Linked DNA regions of Mus musculus: region 2 is linked to region 1. A link is a contact called in public HiChIP or PLAC-seq data. All regions are on one chromosome and are shown on one strand. Each heading gives the region's core, a stretch centred on a gene start, on an enhancer-like site or on the middle of the called end of the contact. The rest is flanking DNA. Distances are from core to core; before and after follow the strand shown.

The links. HiChIP or PLAC-seq counts read pairs in DNA pulled down with a chosen protein or histone mark.
Region 2: a contact with region 1 is called in an H3K4me3 HiChIP or PLAC-seq map of bone marrow-derived macrophages, with 6 times the contacts expected there. The contact joins the promoter of Degs1 here to the enhancer-like site in region 1. A contact is called at or near these places in 6 of 39 promoter capture datasets (3T3-L1-derived adipocytes, the C10 cell line, hippocampal neurons and 3 more), 2 of 15 datasets of contacts at CTCF or cohesin (the NIH/3T3 cell line and embryonic stem cells), 9 of 484 Hi-C or Micro-C datasets (brown adipocytes, cerebral cortex, cortical glia and 3 more), 18 of 115 datasets of contacts at active chromatin or transcription factors (the NIH/3T3 cell line, the SCID.adh cell line, astrocytes and 11 more) and 2 of 9 other capture datasets (adipose tissue and embryonic stem cells).

The regions. Positions count from the first base shown.
Region 1 is chr1:181,879,580-181,883,621 of GRCm38.p6, forward strand. Gm33669 (a long non-coding RNA gene) reads left to right here. Exons shown (of 4, transcript XR_865801.2): 2 at 1,057-1,401; 3 at 1,647-1,715. Among named protein-coding and RNA genes, the nearest start is that of Gm33669, 3.1 kb to the left of the region's middle. Within about 2 kb of position 2,117, at least 119 of the 459 cell types and tissues checked have an H3K27ac peak or open chromatin away from gene starts, as enhancers often do. A contact at or near this core is called in the SCID.adh cell line, bone marrow-derived macrophages, cerebral cortex and 4 more, where this site is marked.
Region 2 is chr1:182,281,057-182,285,098 of GRCm38.p6, forward strand. It overlaps Degs1 (delta(4)-desaturase, sphingolipid 1), which reads right to left and starts at 1,745. Exons shown (of 3, transcript NM_007853.5): 1 at 1,566-1,745. The coding sequence starts at 1,647.

The sequences.
Region 1 (4,042 bases), core at 867-3,366:
ATGCTGGGTCTCAGAGAGCATGGTCCACCTGTCCCCAGAACACTTTGGTTTGAGGGAGCACACAGCACACATTGTCTCTGTAGGGGCTTTGGGTTCTCAAGTGTGTTGAGTTTCTTGGCTCTCAGCAGGAAAAGCATGCCAGGACCTAGGGAAAGGGGCTGCTTCTACACACACACACACACACACACACACACACACACACACACACGCACACGCACACGCACACGCACACGCACACAGAGAGAGAGAGAGAGAGAGAGAGAGAGAGAGAGAGAGAAAGCCCAGCTTCTCAAACCGTGGTCATGACTCTGTATGGGACGGAGCAAATGTTACATCAGAACTAAAGACTCAGTGCATCTCCAGCATTTTGGGCATCGATCAACTGTGGTGCAGAGTGTGGCTTCCCTGCAGACTTGGTTCTGAACACACATGTGTGCTGTGCACCGTGTATGACCTGGTGTCTGAGCGGTAGATGCTGCCTGACCCCTGAGCTCAGATCTGAGATAGGTGCAATACAAACCACAGTGTTTTCACAGCACACACACGGGCTTCTGTTCTTACCCAAACATGGAGGCTTAATCATGGGAAACAAACACTTTTGATATTTTCCCACTGACACCCCTCAGCATGTATCCCACAAATGTATCTCTGGGTTGTATTATGTAAGCATATTTGATTTTCAGATTTGCTGTTTGAGCTGCTGTCTTGAATTTCATTTTAAAAAAAAATCATTAAGTGAATTGTGGCTCTGAGACTAAGACAGAATTCCCCACAATTTCTGAAATGGCTCTAGACATATTTCTGCTATTTTGAATTTACATTGCCTCTGAAAAATACTGGAGATATTCCATGTTCTACAGTGTGAAATATATAGCCAATGTCATATTCCTTATGTAAATATAACAAACCTCTATACAAACTTGCTTTCATCCTTAATAAATGCTATAATTATATGTATGTCTAAGAATCGCTTTTAAAATTTCTTTGTGAGTTATTACTTGTAAATGTAATTGTTTGCTTTTTTTTTTTTTTTTTTTTTTGTCTCTATATTGCTAGGGTCTCATACAGGGGTGGCGAACAGAAAAAGTTTAAGCCCTGCCCTAAAGACTAGCCCCCCCTCCCAAATACTCCCATCCCCCTCTCTGGAGCAGATGGCCTGGTAAGTTCTGGCAGGCACCTGGGGTTACTCTGTGCTCTCCCTGTACCCACAGCCAGTGCAGGTCTCAGTGTCTCAGCACCCTGTACCCACAGCCAGTGCAGGTCGCAGTGTCTCAGCACCCAGACCAGGCAATGAGTATTCCAAAGCCCGGAATGGATGCGATCTACGTCCCTCATCCGGGCCCCCACTGCCTGGAGGACTGTGTGAAAGAACTTCCCAGCCACCAGACTACTGTGGACCATGTACCTCAGCCAAGTAAACGGAGACAAAGGGATAGTTGGTGGGAGATGGGATGAAGCCTGAAACCCGGGACCATCTATAGGTGTAGCTCTGTTACAGCGCCACCATGTGGTGAGCTTCAGAGTAAGGATGGTGTGAGAGGGGTCGGGGTGGGGTGCGGGTGGGGCCTGAAAGCCTGGCCTCTAGGCTGAGGGACCTACCTCTGGGAAGCCCTTTTCAGATCTTCCTTAACCCAGGTTTCATGCAGCGGCCCCAGAGGGACTTGAACCCCTGCCCAGCTGGCGGACCTCACTCCAACACTCTCTTAGGACGCAAGGTTGGCGGGAAATTTCTGTCTCATAACTCGTACTCTGGCAGGAAAGTCCTAAATCCTCAGAGTAAGAGACTAGAGGCCTAGATGGGGTCCTGTTCTCTGGGTGAAGGCGCCTAGCGTTCAGTGCAGCAATGGATGGGGAGAGAGAAAAGTGGGTCAGCTTCTTGGTGGGGGAGGGTGAGCCCAGAGGATGCGCCAACTAGGGTCATCCCAAGTGTCGTTTCAGCAAGGAAATTCGGGAAGAACCGCTATGCCGCAGAGGCCAGTCTGCACAGGGTTGGCATGAGGCCCTGGCTACTGGCTTTGACTTGAGAAAGAAAGCACAGACCAACATACACCTGGCACTGCACCCAGTCAGCCAGCCCTGGGTAAGCTGGGTATTTGGCAGCACTCCTCCTGGGAGCCCAAGTGAGAGGGAAGTGAGCCGCAATTTAGCGAGGTTGAGTGGGACCGGAAACAAGATGTGGCAAGCTCTGGCAGGTCCCAGGGTGGGCCTAGAGCGCCACCTGGTTTTGGACTACCGATCATCAGGCAAACACCGTTTTCCTGACCCATGCACCATCTTTGACACTGGTCAGTTATCTGGCTGGAGGCCAGAGCTTTAGTGAGAGTGGTAGCCTCTTCCCCAAGCCCAGAGGGTAAGGCATGTCTTTGCCTTTCTCAGCCAAGTTGGGGGGCGGGGAGCAGGAAGGATGAAAAGATGAAGGAATCCTTTGTGCTTTGACAGTGTCCAGGCAGGAAAGAACAGCCTTTCTAAGGATGTAAAAGCCATCCATGGGGTTGCCCATGGCCCAGCAGGGAGAGGCTTTCTCTGCTGGGCAGTTTAAGGACAGCCTGCTTCCCGAGGCAGCAATGCAGTGCACACTGCCCTCTGGGCAGTGACCTGGGCTTTGTATAGGCACACAGATCCCCAGGGATGGAGAACAGTGAGGGACTCTTGAGCATAGCCTGAGGTCAATGTGGCAGAGACGGGACCTCTGAGCTCAGGAGTTCCTAGGTAAACTCTGGGTGGGAGGGATCCCTGAGATGGAACAGTGATGCACAGTCCTCCTCAGGGAGGTGCAAGCTGGTGTTAGGCTTAACTTGATGTGGGAAACAATGGCTGGCTGTGTGTTCCCAGTTCAGCGTTAGACAGCTGTTCCTCCTGCAAGAGACCCTCTTGACTGACAGGAAAGGGCAGTAAGTCCATGGGCTATAGCTCCACGGTAGAATGCTCATTTAGCACCTGTCAGACCCATGGCAGAAGAGCCCCAAGACAGGAGGTGTCACTCCATGCCAAGCCCCACCCAGCTCTGACAAGAAGATCCTAAACCCAGCGTGGTGGTGGCACACACCTTTAATCCCAGCACTGGGGAGGCAGAGGCAGGTGGATCTCTGTGAGTTCTGGGCCAATCTAGTCTAAGTTGCAGGACAGCCAGAGCTACATAGTGAGAGTCTATCTCAAAACAACCACCAAAAACGTAGGAAAAGGAGGAGGAGAGGGAGAGGAGGGAGAGGTGGTCCTGAGCATGTCAAAATCTACACGACATCGGTTTTTTATTTTCTCATTTCAACTTCACCACAGCCTTGAGGAAGCAGGTTGGCCTAGATCTCTACCATTGTCCTCTGTCAATGTGGGGAAGCCTGGTCCCAGGCCCTGGGGAAATCACTGTTTCTAAGGTGGCTCCTGCTTAGGCTGCCCAAGACAGTCTTGCCACTTCACTGCTGCCTGCACAGAATCCCCAGACATGAGACAAACACCTCAGCACGCAGGGCCTCAAATTTGGTGTCTGCTCACCCAGAGCTGTAGAGCCGCAGCCGCTCCCATCAGTCACCAGCCTAGGAGAGGGCCCAGAATCTGCACTTTAACACAGTTACACTCAAGGAAGCCCATCCACACTGGCTTCAGAAAGGCCCCGAGCACACAGGAACACCCGCTGCTCCCTCAACGTCTTTTCTTGGTGTTCACCTCTTCTGGAAGTCCTCACCAGAGCTGCTTCTTGGCCTTTTCTCAACAGATGAACAAATTGCTTTTGGGAATAGGTGTATGTCACACAATATTTGCGATAAAATCATTTTTACTCTAAGGTTACTGTCAACCTGAAATTTAAATGTAACTGAGCATCTGGGTAGTGTCTCTGTTGTTGTTGGTGGTGGTGGTGGTTTTTCTTGGCGTCAATTTTTGGTGACAGGAAGTGGACACGGGACCTCGCACATACCAGACACATACAGGCTTTCCCACACTGATCTATACCTGCAGTCCAATTTCTAATTAACCACTTATTTCTTGTTTTGTTTTGTTTTTAAGATTTATTTATTTTATGTATGTGAGTACACTGTAGCTATCTTCA
Region 2 (4,042 bases), core at 495-2,994, 400 kb after region 1:
CACCGCACATATTAAAGGGTTGGACCCCAGCTGGCAGATCTGGTCACAGTGAGGATCCTGAATGTTCTGACCTTATCAACATATTAACCCCTCAAAGGACTCAGAATAAAAGGCATAGGAGGAGGTGTGCACTGAAAGCAGGCCCCAAAGGACGTTTCCATTTGCCCCCCAGCTTCCAGGCTGACATGAGGGGGATCAGCTTTTTTCCTTCAAACCCCTCTGGCATGATTTCACCAGACACCTCCCCCTTCCCCCCTCCCCACACACCCAAAAGCACCGGTGAGCACCGATAAGCCAGCAGCCAAAGGCCTCCCTCCCTCCCTGGAGCAGCAGACATTTATCACCGTAATGAGGCAGAGGCAATGACTATACGGAAACCCCAGAGCCCAAAGCACCTGACAGCACAGCTGGTGATAATGACTGAGGCTCACTCAATTTAAGTTCCAGGTCAGAAGTCAGGGGTGCAGCTCAATGGTAGAGAACTTACTAGCACCAGGGATCCCCTGAACGTGAATTCCACTAGAAAAATAAAGTCCATTTGAACGGCAGCTAGTCACTCTGATTTGCGAAACAAGTAATGTCTAAGTTTAGCAACTACTGCAGAAACCAGGGCCTCGCCGCCCCCTCCCCCATTAGGCAAATATTTTTAAGAAAGAGTGTGAAAATGGTGGATATGAGGCAGTTCCTCATATTAAAAGGCCTTTCATTGATTCTCTCAATTAAATCAAAACAAACAAACTAAAACAACTTTCTATATCTAGCACCAAGAAAAGAAAAAAGGCAGACTCTTTGGCTGCAGTCTAATTATGAAGATGTTGGAATCTTCTTAAACATTACTTCATCTTTTAAAATGCCGGCTCAGGCAAAGTACTGGAAAGGAAAAATTGAACTGGTTCATATATGCAAAGCTCATACCCAACAATTTGTCCTTATTCTTAAGAGCAGCCTACGTGGGATAAGAGACCTCTCTATCTCACGTGGAAACCCCCCCTCCGCCCCCCATACTCTCCTAAATCAGGCCTAGCCTGTCCTAAGGTCCGGGAGGCTAAGCTGCGCGCCTTTCCTATGCAGCCGGTCCCGCAGATCACTGGAATAAAAACTCACAGGAGCCATCCGGTCTGGGAAGCCTAGGGTCACCCGAACCTGGTCCCCCGCTAGGCCTGCAGCTGACTGGACCACGTGATTGAGGCTCCCGGGGCCGGGGATGCCCCTGGACCACGCCCTGAGCCAAGCAGGCGTCCGGGCTCGAGCCTACCGCTCCACCAGGAGCGGGGGTCACCCTCGACTGTCGGAGCAGGAGGGGCGAGTCCGGATCGCCCTACCTGGGGACCCTCAGCTCACAGGCCGGCGGAGGCCTCCAACACATGACCATCGAAGGGCTAGCAGCGAGCGGCGGCGCGCTGATCCCTCATCCCTCGGTTCTCCCGCCCGCCCGGAGCCCGCGCCGGCGGCCAAGCAGCGGAGCGGCTGGAAGGGGCCGCGGAGGCCGCGCTCGCACGGCGCGCACGGGAGGCCGCTCAGGGCCCGCACGCGGCCACGCGCACATAACGGGGTCCAGTCTTCACCTAAGATCTCCTTGCGCCGGGCGGCGTGGGGCTGGTCCGTGTAGACCCATTCGAACTCCTCTCGGGACACGCGGCTACCCATGGCTGCGGCCTGTGGACCCGCTCTGCCTCCGGCTCGTGTCCGGACGGCGGCAGCTCGAGGCCCGGCTCTAGTCGATAAGCCGCGGGGACGCGGGCAGAGGCGGGGCCTCAGGCCACGCCCCGCAATGACCACGCCCCTCGTGGGAGGCGATGGGCGGGACCTGGGTCGGCAGCCAAGAACCTTGTAGGCTCACGAAGCCTGGGAAAAGGTGAAAAGAGAAGGAAAGATTTGCGGCTGGATAAGGCTCTCGCTTTAGCGCCTCAGTGGGTGGAGTACATGGGGTGGCTACCTCTCCTTGAGTTCGGAAGATCACTGGCTTTGATTAAGTGGCAACGAGCCCATATTTCGCTTAACTTTTAATAGCAAATTATCTGTCGAGCCCTGTTTGGTTGCCTTCTGGAACTAAAACCTCCAGAGATTTGGAGTGTGTGGCAACTAAAATCTAATTTTTAAAAAAGTTTTTTTTTTCTCTTTGCTTTTCTCTCCCCTCTCTCCCGTCTTCGCCCCTCCTCACCCCTCCCGCCCCATATGTTTGCTTTTGTTTCTTGAAGTAGGTTCTCACTACCTAGCCTAGGTTATCCTCCAGCCGGTGGGCCTGCCCTTGCCTCCCAGTGGAATTTCAGACTTGTCTGAACAATGCAGTAAAGAAAAGGGAAGGGAGAGATGGGGTGGAGTTGGTGGTTCTGATGTTTCCCTACACTAATGGTTGCTCAATCATGCATCTTCCCGTGTCACAGAAGTGATCACCCGCAACTTCCTGTGGGAGGCAGGGGAGATTTGATTTCAAAATGCCTATCATTTCTTCACTTACGAGGTTTAGGGATTAGAGGTGTGGCACAGAGTTGGAGCACGGGCCGAGCAGGTGGATGGACTAAGAGCCCTGGCTTCTCCGTGGAGCCTGGAAGTGAAAGGAACTGCTAATTAAGATTAAGATTACAGGATTAGGGATTAGCAGACCAGATGACTTTCCTAAAGAAGCCAAGTGGTCATGAGTATAAATCAGACACAGACACACACCACTGCACATGCATACCACAACGGGAGAGGTGGGGACACAGAGAGACAGACATCCAAGTCTGACAAGTCTTGGAAGTACAACTGCTCATGTATAGAAAACTACAAACTACAGAGGAATCTGCTAAACTATGGGATACCATCAGCAAGATCTCACTGTAGGAAACGATATGGGAATTTTGTGTTCTCTAATAAAGGAGAAAAAAAAAACCAACAAATTAACAGGGACTTAAAGGATAAACTAGCCAGCTGTGATGTATCAGTCTTATTTATTCTGAAGGGTTAAAATGATGTGATGTTATTTAAAGATCTATCTATCTGGGTGCAGTTGCTTTCAGAGGCCAGAAAAGGGTGTCAGATCCCTTGGAGCTGAGTTACATGCCGTTGAAAGACACCCCACCTTCCATGGGTGCTGGAAACTGAACTCTGCAAGAGCAGTAGGAACTCTTCAAATACGGAACCATCTCTCTAGCCCCTGATGTGATGCTATTTAATTAAAGTATCATCTGGGTAGGTGAAGGTATTAAGAAATTCTTGCCGGGCATGTTAGCCCAGTTGTGTGTGATCCCAACTGAGCAGAAGCCTAAGGCAGAGATCACAAGTTCCAGGATTGCCTTGGTTACAGAGCAAGTGCACCGATAAAACCCAGCCTCCTCCATATACACACACCCAACACAGATAAAAGACTTGAGACAGAGTTCAATGATAAAGTGCCCAGTAAGATGCTGGGTTCAAAACCCACCACCACCAAATAAATAAATTAAACAAATAAATAATAAAAAGAAAAAAACCCAAAACCCCTATGATTTTTTATAATAGTGCTTTTCTCCCAGAGGTTCACACTAAAGGAGAAAATAAGACAACTGAAGTAAAATACATATTCTAGCTATATTGTGTTGTGCTATGCTATGGTACTGCCTAAAACTGTAAAAGGCTGGAGCAGAAAGTGAATTCTGTCCATGACAGGGCCTCTGACTGACACACATATGCCTAGGGCCTGGAGCAACGAAGGCTCTTTAGGGGTATAGCGGCCTGCAGGTTGGGCAACAGACTCCAGCCATGCAAGCTCACACTGGAGTTGGGTGTTTGGTGATGCCGGTGATACTCATGTTCCTGTAAGTATCACCAAAGAAATTGTTGGTGCACTGTTGTAGTTTGAATATGTTTGGCCCAGGGAGTGGCACTATTAGGAGGTGTGGCCTTGTAGGAGTAGGTGTGGCTTTGTTAGAGGAAGTATGTCACTGTGAGGGGTGGGCTTTGAAAGACCTTCCTGGTAGCTGCCTGGAGGTCAATCTTCTCTTGCTTGCCTTCAGAACAAGATGCAGAACTCTCAGCCCCTCCAGTGCCATGCCTGCCTGGATGCTGCCATACTTCCTGCCTG